2 separate regions of the Ovis aries genome follow, and region 1 is linked to region 2. The links are chromatin contacts, called in public Hi-C maps. All regions are on one chromosome and are shown on one strand. Each heading gives the region's core, a stretch centred on a gene start, on an enhancer-like site or on the middle of the called end of the contact. The rest is flanking DNA. Distances are from core to core; before and after follow the strand shown.

Region 1 (6,613 bases), core at 3,389-5,888, 360 kb before region 2:
CCTTAGGAACTATCTCTAGGATACTGTTCACAATTCATGGTTTTAAACTAACTGGTTCTGGAAGAGTTATTTTTAACCATAAAAAAATGAATGCAGAATATGTCAGAGAATTATGTAACAAACACTCATGTAACCCCTATAAATCTACATAATTTTTTGTAATTACATCTTAATAAAACTGGAAACAAAAATGTACATGGTTTTTCACATTTGCTTCAAAATTTTTTTATATAAAGCTTTGAAATAACATATAAAATCCCCTTTAGTGCTTTCTGACCTGCTCTGTGTGAAAAAAGGGAAAGTGTTAGTCGCTCAGTTGTGACTGACTCTTTGGGACTCCCATGGACTGTAGCCCGCCAGGCTTCTCTGTCCATGGGATTCTCCAGGCAAGAATACTGGAGTGAGTTGCCATTCCCTTCTCCAGGGGATCTTCCCGACCCAGGTATCAAAGCCGTGTCCCTGTATTACAGGCAGTTTCTTTACCATCTGAGCCATTCCATCCTAGCCCCTAATGAATGTTGTGTATACCATCCCAGTCCATATTTTTATGCTTTATTATGAAAATGTGTATTGGGTCATTTGTAGAGATGGACCTGGAGTCTGTCATACAAAGTCAGAAAGAAAAGTAAAGTAAAAGTTAAAGAAAAGTAAGTCAGAAAGAGAAAAAAAATGTTGTGTTATATAGTAACATATATATGTGAAATCCAGAAAAATGGTACACATGAGCCTATTTGCAGGGCAGAAATAGAGACACAGACATAGAGAACGGATGTGCGGACACGGTAGGGAAGAGGAAGGTGGGACAAATTGGGATATTAGGATTGACAGGTACACATTACCGTGTGTAAAATAGCTAGCTAGCAAAAACCTGAGCTCTGCAGCACACGAAGCTTACTTTTTATAGCACAGGGAAATTCACTTTGTTGTACAGAAGAAACTAACACAACACTGTAAACCAATTATGGATGCGTGAGTAGTTGCTTCCGTCATGACTGCCACCGTGTAGCCTGGTTGGCTCCTCTGTCCACGGCATTCTCCAGGCAAGGATACTCAAAGGGGTTTCCATGCCTCCTCCAGGGACTCTTCCTAACCCAGGGATCGAACCAACGTCTCTTATGTAAGTCTCCTGCATTGCAGGTGGGTTCTTTACCACTAGTGCCACCTGGGAAGCCCATAATGCAATTATATTCCAATTTAAAATATGTAAAGTAGAAAAACAGTACATCTGTAAATAATAAGGTATTGGTTTAAGACACATATATTATAAAATTCATATATTACTCAGTTTGAACTTCATTCACTTTTGTTTTCATAATCTAATCATACTTATAGTTCTAGTTTGAGTGCTGATAATGGTAATCCATTTATGAATATATCACAATTTGTTTATCTACTAAAAATATTTTTTAGACAGCATTCACTGGATTATAAAATAAAATCATAGGGACTGTTTAGGTGCGGAAAGGACCTTGGAGATCATCTTGTACAGGGTTTCTTAAGCTGAGTTCATAGAATCTCATCTATGAATGAGATTTACAAGATCTAAGAAATTTTGAGCATTCATGGAATGAGCTTTTTCTGCAAAAAGAACCAAAGCTTTGACCATATTCTCAAAGGGATAAATGTGCTAAATAGCTATGTCTTAGTTATGTCCTAAGAGAGTTGAGAACATGTGGTCTAGTTCCATTCTCTTATTTGACATATAAGAAGACTGAGCTCCTAAGAGGTTAAGCAGTTCACACAAAATCAAAGTGACAATAGAGCCTGTTGGTAGACTCAGGTCTACCTATTGCTTTTGCCATACATCACATGGGTGGGGCTTTGTGCTTGCTTGTGTCTTGATTTCTCACACAATATAGTATGAGTTAAATCCCTTTCAACTGTTAGTCTACAAAGTAAAATTCAATCTTTTTCTCTTTTATTATTATTATTAATTATTATTTACTGCTGGTGAGAAGGTAGTAAAATTCATATACTCCTGTATTACTGGTTTTGTAAATCAACAGTCTTTTGGTAAATAATATGAGATGATGAAGTGCCAATAAAACATTGAGCCTTTTGGCTTAATTGTTTTCATATTGAGAAAAAAAACTCCTAAAACTGGACAAAGCCACAAGCACAAGAGCAACACAGTATCATTTGTAATAGTGGAAAATATCCACAAACAGGATAATGGATAAGTCACGTATATCCACTCCATTGAATACTATGTAGGCAATTAAAATCAAAGTTTTATAAAATGTTAAGTAACAGGATGAAATACTTAAAACATAATATTAAGTGAGAAAAGGGATACAAAATTGGTTTACACGATGGTGACAATTTTGTAAAGAGCATAAGAGAAAAAATTAGAAGTAACTACAACAAATGGTAACTAGTCATTCAATGTTTCTTGATGCAAAATCTTAAGTAATTATGGCCATAACTTTAAAAAAAAGTAAATAAAAAGATCACTGGATCCAAATGCAATGGGTTTTAATAATTCTTCCTCATCCATTCATCTTAAAAATATTCAGAGCTATTTTCTTTTTGTAATACAATTTCATAAGCATTGGAATGCTGCCTCCAAAATTATGTGTAACATTACCAATTACAAGTTGGTTGATTGCTCTCAAGTCAGCTGGCCAAACGCGGACTCAACAGCTCTACACAATGTTGGACACTGATTTCTCTATTGTTGTCCTTAAGTGAATAGAACTGGCTTCTGCAGTTACCTCACAAAAATCATTCTGTAATATTTTATGCATGAAATTAGGAAGATTTTTCTGAAAGCAGAGTTTTCTTTTTAAAGTTTTGATGTTTAAATTTATTATTTCGTTTTAAACATTTTCTTGATGATGAGTCTGGTTTTTGTCGTATGTTCTGCTATTTCTGCTTAGTTGAGCTATCAAATTGTAACAGCTATGAATATATCTAAAATCAATTCATTTCCAGTCTCTAAACACATAACGTAGATAGTTTTCTTTCCTTCCCAGTCAATAAACATTTATAGTGAAATACATATACATATACATACACATATACATATACATATACATACATGGCTTCCCTGGAGGCTCAGTGGTAAAGAACCCGCCTGCCAATGCAAGAGACACTGGTTCAATCCTTGGATAGGGAGGATCCCCTGGAGAAGCAAATGTCAACCTGCTCCAGTATTCTTGCCTGGGAAATCCCATGGACAGAGGAGTCGGGCGAGCTATATAGTACATGAAGTCGCAAAGAGTCGGACTCTGCTGAGAGATTGAGCACGAACTACAAGCTCCCATACCAGCAGGGGGCGAAATACAATAGGGATAAATTTGACAAGCTGTATATAGATTTTTCTTGCTTTAGTGACTGAGCAATAACAAAAATCCAGCACCACCACCGCAAAACAATTGACACTCCAATTTAAAGTGATGCAGTCTCCGTGTATCTTACAGCAATTGAGTTGTAAAGGGACAAATGCGGGTCTATTTTAGCGCTCCAAGTTAAGTCGTCTAGAACATTGCAGAGGCGGGATAAACCGTGATGAACTGCTTTTGTCCTTATCTTCCCTCTGATTTGTATAATTCCTCCACTCAAAAGGGTGGACACTTCTCTGTGGCTGAGGGGGGTGTTTTCCATCCTTGTTTCTTTGCGTAGCTGCTGAGCTTTGCTGTTTGGGAACTATTTTAAATTATTCAAATTGCCTGTGCAGGTTTGGCGAAAGTAAGAAGGAGCAGCCGGTACCGCTCACGATTGCCGGATAGGATCCCAGGCTCATCATCCCAGACGATAACAATAATCCCCTCAATCTTGCAATCTGGCTTTTACAGTGGCTGGTGTTCTAACAGATATTCATTACAATGGAAGGGGAAAGGTTATAAAAACGCAAACGATCAAGACTGACGATAGAAAAATGTTATGACGGCTGTTATAGAAACGCGGAAGTTAATTTTATTTCTTTACTTTAATCGAATAGTCTTATGCAGCATATATGAATAAACGACCACCGTTCAATCTGTTAGCAGGATCCCCAAAATTTTTGTTGTTGTTGGTCTCAAAGCCGGTTTTCAGTTCGGCGGGTGCCTTCCCTCTTGCTTCCCATTTTAAATTTGATTTAACTCTTCTTATATATCAACTTCCTCTTCTGTCAGCGTAAATTAAAAAGAGGAAGGGACTTAGACTGTGAACGAAAAAGTCGTTTTTCGTGGCGAAAAGGGCAAGCTAATAAGTGCTCTCCAGTAGGTTTCTGGTGAAGATACAGTTCCGTACCTCAAACCTTTGCAAATTTTACTTGGAGAGCAAGAGAGTTAAGACGGTCCCGAGCTGAACGTTAATCTTAGCAGGCTGAGGAGCACCTGCCCCTTGCCCGGAGCGCTGCCTCAGGAGCGGCGGAGTGCGGGAGGACGTCTTTCCCCCCACCCCACAGCTCGATGACTCGCTAGGAAGTCAGGGAAAAGGGCAGCTTGCCCGCACCCAAAATGGCTGCCGGCGCTCTGCACGATGGCGCCTGCGCACGGGGTAAGCATTCTGTGACACTGATTCCCCCTGTGTGTCCTCCCACCCCCCACCCCCCTTCTGCACCCACCAGCGCCGGGCCCCGACCTAGCCACCTGCGCCCGGAAGTGACGTTTCAGCGGCAGCGGTTCCCCCGCTGCATGATGGGAGAGTGTGTGGAGTGGGCGGGGGGTCTCCGCGGAGGAGGAGGTGGAGGCGGTGGCGGCGACGGCGGCGGCGGCGGAAGAGGGCGGAGGGTAATGGGATGGGGGTCTCGCGGCAGCACTGAAACTCCGGGTGGGCGTCCATGGCGCTGCTTCGCTGACAGGGCTGTGAACAGCCTGCCTTCCGCTCTCACCAGCGCCGCGTCCGAATAGCCGGTCCTTCCCCGGGGAGCCAGTTCCTCCCCGGGCCCCTGAGCCATGCCCATCGCGGCCGCCCCGGATGAACCAGGTAAGCTTCACCAGCTTTCCCAGCCGTGCGGGGGAAGGAGGTTAGGGGATTTGGCCCGGCCCACCGGTCGGATCCTCGCCTGGGCCGGGGACACCTGCCCGCTGCGGAGCCGGGGGCTGCGGGGACGTTGCCGGCTCTGCGGGCCTGCGGGCTCCCGGCTCTGTCCTCTTCTACAGCGGGTGCGGGGACGCCGGCGGCGGCGGCGCCTGAGGCGCACGGCCCCTCCTCGCCCTCCCGGGCACCGGCCGGCGAAGTGAGAGCTTTTCCCACGTCCCTGGCCGCCGCCGGCTCCCCCTGCCCCTCCACTTCCACCTGCCCTCGGCTTCGCACCGGCCGCTCCCTCCCGGGAGCTTGTTGAGAAGTTTGGGGCTTTGCTCCGGCTTCCTCTTTCTCCCTCCCCCTCCCTCGTGACAGGTGTAAACACTGCCTGCTTCGCCCAGGCCCCAGGCCAGCGGCGACCAGAGTGTGCTGCTTCCTAGGGTCTCTGAAGCAAACACCTTTTGAATCCTCCAGCAGGCAGAGGAGACGGCACCAAAGCTCATTCATCCCTTCCTGAGAGGACCTTTTCTGCTCCCTTCTTGCACTCCCTAAGAAATCATCGGCATCCCCTTCCCAGACTGCGTGCGAAAAGTTGGACCATTATTCTTGAAGTGCCCAGTTTGGCAGGTGCTACATCTTTCTTGGGCAGGGGACATAGTATAAGGTAAATGGTGATAGGAAGCTTTCACCAGTGGGAAAGTACTGGGAATGTTTAGGTTTTACTCTTGGTGGTTAGTTCACGTTGATTTCCCACTGAATCTTCCGTTGGGGCCAAGGGAAGGACTAACCCAGACATGGAAATATTTTACTGGGGAGCAAATGAAACAAAATCGGTAGTTCCGTTTCAAAGTTCTCGCTTTAGGAGAAGTAAAACTCTTGAACTTTAATCCTCCCTTTCACCAGCTACGTTTTAGTCTTTTTGGTAGAATGGGAGGCGGAGATAGTTTAATCTTTGAGGTTGCATTTAACTATTGCTTTCCGTTAACCTTTTAGACGTGAGTATATGCCAAAACTCTAAGGGAAACAGCTGTTTGAACGCTGTCGTGTTGGTACAATCTACACAGTTACTCTACATGTTATGTGCTTTGCCAGCTTCGTCAGTATTGGCCTTTGTAGTAGTCATTTTTAATTCTTTGCAGAAATATTTAAAGAATTTATGGTAGTCTTCAAATTTTTGTTCATGAAGATATCTCACATGGATTAAAAAACAGATCCTGTGTAAAACATCTAGACCAGTAAATGTTAACCTTTATTAAGTGCTCATTAGATAGAAATCGTCCATTTATTATCTTTAGATATATTAATCTTCAAGGCATAGATATCTTTTTATAGATATCTATTAAAAACATAGATAAATCTTTTTAAAGTGCTTGAAAGAAATTCACTAGAATTCACATAGTATGTAGGACATTTAGGTTTTGATATTTTCTGATCTTTTGACCTAGAGACTATTATGAAAGTAATCTTGTACTCAAAGAAAATACATCCACAATTGCATTGATAAATTTTACAGAATCCAATTGCCTATGAAAATCTTGTAATCTAGGTGAATCCTATTTTAAAATAGAGCATTTTAAATTTTAATTTCTTCCTATTTAGAGAAAAACTGGTTCAGAGAAATAGTGAAATTTATCAAATGTTTTATTTTGTGTGAAATGAT
Region 2 (5,880 bases), core at 3,119-5,618:
TTCTCCAGGGGGATCATCCCAAGCTGGGGATCGAACCCAGGTCTCCCGCATTGCAGATGAATTCTTGCAATCAGTTGCAGGGAAGCCCAACAAGAGGAACGGTATACACATTTCTTGACTTTTAACATGACATCAACAGGGATATCACAGGAAAAAAGAAAACCTAGAAAAGAGATAGATTTGAGAGTTTATCTACCTTCTTAATAGGGAAGGGGCAATTGAGGAGAAAGGTGGATGGGCCTTTGAAGAACAGATGGGAGATGTGATAGTTTCTGACGTTTGTCTCAGTGTGGGGTGGACTTCCAGTGTCCTCTGCTGTGACCATCTTCCCTGTTGGTGAAACTCCCCGGGAAGGGATTTATGACAGTTAAGTTCCTTCTGGAGGGTCTGTCTTAGGCAGATAAAGAGGAGTTTGGAGAAAGCTTCTCCCTGCCTTTGCTGTTTTTTAAGTGCCTTCAGCTCAAGATAATCAAAATAACAAAGTGGCATCTTTGAATTTCACTTTGAGGGCTTTTGACAGTTTTTCTTTTCCTTGGATGAAACCAAGGTGTTCAACATGCTGATTTGATACTTACATATTACAAAACCATTGCCATCACAGCATTAGTTAATATTTCCATCATATCTCATAATTAACATTTCTTTTTTTGTGTGGTGATGGGACTAAAATATCCTCTACAGAGCTGGAGAAGGTGGGAGTGGGGCCCCTGGTATGAAGAAAGCTGAGTTCATAAATCTGTCCCCCTATTTTTCCTGCCTGTTGCACCTTTAGCCTGGTTCTTTGGAAAGATGGATGTGTATACATATAGACATAGGTGCAGAGTAGACGGATGGTTGTCCAGTGTGGTGAAGGGAGCCAGTGGCACTTGAGAAGGGAGCGGTTGGAGTTTGAGAAGACTAGGATCTTCTTGGAATTCACCTTTCTGGGATTGGGGGGCGGGGAGACTGTCACCTTCAAATCAAATGATTTATAAACTCTGGATTATAAATTTCCATTCCCAAGAAGGGATCTGATTGTTCAAAGGATAAGGGAAGTAAGGCAAAGGTTGTGCTGATTCTGAGTTGGGCCCTAAAATCTCTTTCTGACACTCAGACTAAGCCCTCGAGACAAAGGCTGGTCCGGGGCCACTTACAGCAGTGTGAACTGAGTTGCTTGTTCAGAACTTGTTCCGGGCCCATCCCAGGTCTACCCCATCTCCAGTTACTGGACTCTCTAGGGATCGAGCTGGGGAGCTCCCTTGTGGTCCAGTGACTAAGACTCTGCCCCACTGCCAATGCAGGGCGCCCAGGTTCAATCCCTGGTCAGGGAACTGGATCCCACATGCTGCAACTAAGACCCAGCAGAGCTAAAAGTGAAGTTGCTCAGTTGTGTTCGATTCTTTGCGACCCCATGGACTGTAGGATATGAGGTTCCTAAATAAATGAATAAATGCCCCAAGTGATCCCAAGCTGCCTAAGGACGGAGGGCCTCTGTAGGATAGGTAGATGGCGATAGAGGAGGCAGCGGCTCCTAAACCTGGCAGCTCAAGAGTGCACCTGGAGCTTTAAGAGCTAGCCTCCACCCCAATGATGTGAGGTGGGCCCAGGAATCAGTATTCCTTTGCCATTTCTCCAGTGATTATGGTTGTCACCCTGGTTAGACGTCCCTGGAGGGAACTAACTGAAAGGAGCTTTCCTCATCTGTTACTTGATTCTGAAAGTCTCCCCACATAGCTTCTTCACTGAGACTGGGGCATTCCACACCGACCCCAGGGCAGGCCTAGGGCACGGAGATGTTGGGGCTGCTGTGGTGGTGTTCCCCCCTCCCCCAGCTTTATCGAGATAGAATGACATATAACATTGTGGAAGTTAAAGGTATTCAACATGCTGATTTGATATTTACATATTACAAAACCATTACCATCAGAGCATTAGTTAATATTTCCATCATATCTCATAATTAGCATTTCTTTTTTTGTGGTGAGAACGTTTAGGATCTACTCTCTTAGCAACTTTCAAGTATACAATATGGTATTATTAACTGTAGTCTATACATAAGATTATTGCTATACATTAGATTCCCCAGAACTTATTCATCTTATAACTGGAAGTTTGTCCCCTTGGATCAACATCACCCCATCTCCCCCCACCTTCCAACCGCAGCCCCTGGAAATACCATTTTACCCTCTGTTTCTAGACATTTGGCTTTTTTAGATTCCACATATTTAAGTGATAACATCTGGTATCTGTCTCTCTGTCTGATGCCCTCAAGGCCCATCCCTGTTGTTGCAAATGGCTGCATAGTAGTCCATTGTCTATATGCGCCACATTATTCGCTCGTCTGTTGACAAACACATGGGCTGTTTCCGTATCATGGCTGTTGTGACCAAGGCTAATGAACACGGGAATGCAGGCATTTCTTCAAGATCCTCTTTTCATATTCTCTGGATATATACTCAGAAGTAGGATTGTTGGATCATACGGTAGTTTTATTTTTAATTTTTTGAGGAGCATCCATACTGTCTTCCATAGTGGCTACACCAATCTGCATTCCCACTCACAATGCACAAGGGTTTCCTTTTTTATTTAAATACTTACACAAAATATTCTAGATACTGAGTTTTCATTCTCATCTTCCTCCTCATCTTCATCTAGAGTAATCTGGAAGTAACACAAATCGTAACTTTCTTTGCTGTTAGCAACTCTGTGTAACCAATCACTTAGATTATTCTTCAAATATTTTTTGCTAAAGAATTCCATGGACAGAAGAGCCTGGCGGATGCAAAGAATCAGACAGGACTGACAGACCAACACTTTCACTTTTAAGATATTTCAAATACCTTTTGGAAAAAGGCACAGCATAAGTCACAGTGATCTTGCTTTTGCTTCTTTCGACTGATATGATTGCTGCCCAGACTGCCAGCTTTTCCATTCACTTTGATTCTCTCCTGAAGAAACTGCTCAAAATTGGTGGCATCTATGATTCCATCTTCTGCAGGAAGGGTACAGTTCAGACTAAACTGCAGGACCTGCTGTTTTTTTTTGCACCCCCCCCCCCACCCCCAACAAACTTTTTTACAGGCACCATGATGGCAGCGGAGGCAGAAGGGGAGGTGGGTGAACTAGGCAGGCGCAGAAAGCCGCAGCCATCTCTTATCTTTTTGACTATAGAGGTTCTAACAAGTGTGAGGTGAGTGGGACCAAAAATATTTGAAATATTTTTGGATTGATAAGAACCCCCAAATGGGTTCAGAGTTAGCAGAGTATCTGAATCAGGAAAACGATCAATTTTCTCATATGCTTTTGACCTCACAGAGGGGGTCTGGCCACCCCCTGCAGTTGAGAACAGCAGACAGTGAATAGCCAGCTGCAACAGAGTTCTGACTCTCGCATGACACACTAGCGTCTACACCGACTAAGACTCTGCTTTCTGGTACCACAGGCCGCATCTTTCCAGTGGGTGAACTTTAAGGCAAGCTGGCCGTTAGCCGTCAGCCTGCACCTAAGACAACCTTTCTTTTACAAAAAGCCTCCCAATTCTTATTCAAAAATTACACTGTAGTTAATTTATACTTAATATCAAAACGGGAGGTCTGCAAAATGAAAACTTTTCACAGCAAGATGTTATTTGCCCTTTTCACTCTCATTTTCTCATGAATGTATAAAGCTATGTGCTTTGGGAAAACTCAGTCTGCTAGTGAGTCCAGAAGCAGATAAGAGACACCATCTGTCTTTTATTAAGCTAAACATTTTAAAAAATTGCAGGAATGTAAAATGGTGCCATACTTCTCACTTTTTTGTGTGTGAAAATACAGGTGTTTCTTAAAAATATATGGTAAGGTAGTGGATTTATTATTGCAATTTAAAGTAAATACTTTAAAATTTTCAGTTTAATTTCTAATATGGTATACAGAACACTCTTTGAGGCTCTCAGTAATGTTAAGAGCATAAAGGGGTCCTGAGATTGAGAAGTTTGAGACCCAGTCTTCTTTCTTGCCCAAATCGTAGATTGTCTACCCCAAAGTTTTCAAGTGTACAAGCTCCGCCTGCGGTTAGGTTCCACCGCGGTGAAGATCTGACATCTCATCCAGGGGGCTCAAATCTCCCCACAGCCTGAGCACCCCCACGCCTCATGCCCCCTTCCAGGGTGGGACGAGGGAACTCACGTGCAGTTGGGGGAGTAAGGGCGAAAACACAGTCACCGCCTTCACGGGACTTCTGATTTTGTGGAAGATACAGACGGATAAGCAGCTGCCCGGGAGATACCTGCCACTGCTGTTCACCAGTAACTTCCTGGGGGGAAAGCAGGTAGGTACTGCGCCAACCCTCCCTCCGGCCGCTTTGCGTCTCCCAGCCCCAGATTCGATTCCAAGATCCCAGGACCGGCGCGCCCCCTGGTGGCCGTGCCTCGTCTGCTCAGCCTTTTCCCTCTGGAGTTGCAGGAGCCCACTTCGGGTAAGACCTGAAGTTTGGGGATAGCCCCGCGGGGGCCCCATCATCGAGGTTCTGCCTGGGTCCTCCGCAGCCTCTTGTCTGTCTCTCTGCGCACTTTCACCTCCTCGGTGACTAATTCCAGGCCGCTTCTGCCTCTGTGCTAGCCATTTATGGGTGCTAGGCATCTTATGGATCCCCCCACTACAGTGCCATTGGTGGACAACAGAATATCTCATGGCAGAAATAATGTGTGGTGCAGATTGGATCCAAGTCCAAAGATTCCGATGCCAAAGTTCCACTTATTGATATGCCTAAGGGCAAATTACCTGATGTCTAAAGCAGCTCTGGATATTGACAGTTGAAGAATATTCTACACTGGGGTCAAGTTCTTTCAGGAGGGGGAAAATGAGTCTGGATCCTCTGAATCTCATTGGCTTAGGCTGGATTCCTTGCTCCTCCGGAGCTCATGGTTGTACTTTCTGCATTCTACAGTGAGCATCAAAACCCCCAAGACCTCCACCTTCTAGGACTTTTTTCTAGGAACACAGGGGCTCTGCTGTAGAAAACAGGACTCGAGTGGTTTGCTGTAAAATCCTGGAACACCTCAAAGTGGGTACGCAAGTGAGCACTTTGACCCTGGTTTGCTCAGTACAAAACAAAGCTCTAAAATCAAGGAAGGAAGCACCAAAGTTAGTCACTCAGTTGTGTCCAACTCTTTTTGACCCCTTGGACTGTAGCCCCCTACGCTCCTCTGTCCATGGGATTCTCCAGGCAAGAATACTGGAGTGGGTGGCTGTACCCTCCTCCAGGGGATCTCCTCAACACAGGGATCGAACCGGGGTTTCCTGTATTGCAGGTGGATTCTTAACTATCAGAGTCACCAGGGAAGACCACTTTTCTTTTCATCGAACCCTAGAAATTCAGAATGAGAATATCCTCAAATTGAACAGTGCTGGGGGTTGGGAGAGAGTTTTAGAGACCGCAGTGTATCCTTGGGGACCAGCCTAAGGGCTCTCCTACAGTTCTGACTCGGAGCCCATTAGCAAGAACCTACTGCCCCATTAGCAAACTCAACTGTCGTAACCTAGTGGTTTCCATGGTAACCATCAAAGAATGATCCCCTTTTCTTTTCTACAGATATTTCTCCCACCCCTCCGTGCAATATTCACTTTCAGCTATGACCTAAAACTGGATTCCATACAGATACTGTTTGCAAAGGTGTGATTTCCCCCTTTCAATCCATGTTTTAAGAAAGCGAAAGCTGTTTAATTTACACAGAAATGCCCTTCAGGTACACGGGAGTTTTTTTTTAAATTATTATTATTTGTGTACTCATTCATTTTAAATTAAAATTCTAAAAACTATTTTCCTGAAAAATTTTCAAACAAAAAAGAAACCTTCAAAATATTCTTCTTTCAATAGGTTTGAGGAAAATCTGGTCTTTGTGAAGAGTGACAAAAGGTTATG

The links. A called contact is a pair of places that touch in the nucleus more often than the background predicts.
Region 1: a Hi-C map of liver shows a contact between it and region 2, with 6 times the contacts expected there. The contact joins the promoter of AFTPH here to the enhancer-like site in region 2. A contact is called at or near these places in 10 of 16 Hi-C or Micro-C datasets (blood, hypothalamus, liver and 4 more).

What each region holds. Positions count from the first base shown.
Region 1 is chr3:43,790,679-43,797,291 of ARS-UI_Ramb_v3.0, reverse strand. It overlaps AFTPH (aftiphilin), which reads left to right and starts at 4,638. Exons shown (of 10, transcript XM_060413863.1): 1 at 4,638-4,914; 2 at 5,428-5,580.
Region 2 is chr3:43,430,394-43,436,273 of ARS-UI_Ramb_v3.0, reverse strand. It overlaps the pseudogene LOC101118177. Among named protein-coding and RNA genes, the nearest start is that of SLC1A4, 99 kb to the right of the region's middle. Within about 2 kb of position 4,368, at least 5 of the 54 cell types and tissues checked have an H3K27ac peak or open chromatin away from gene starts, as enhancers often do. A contact at or near this core is called in liver, where this site is marked.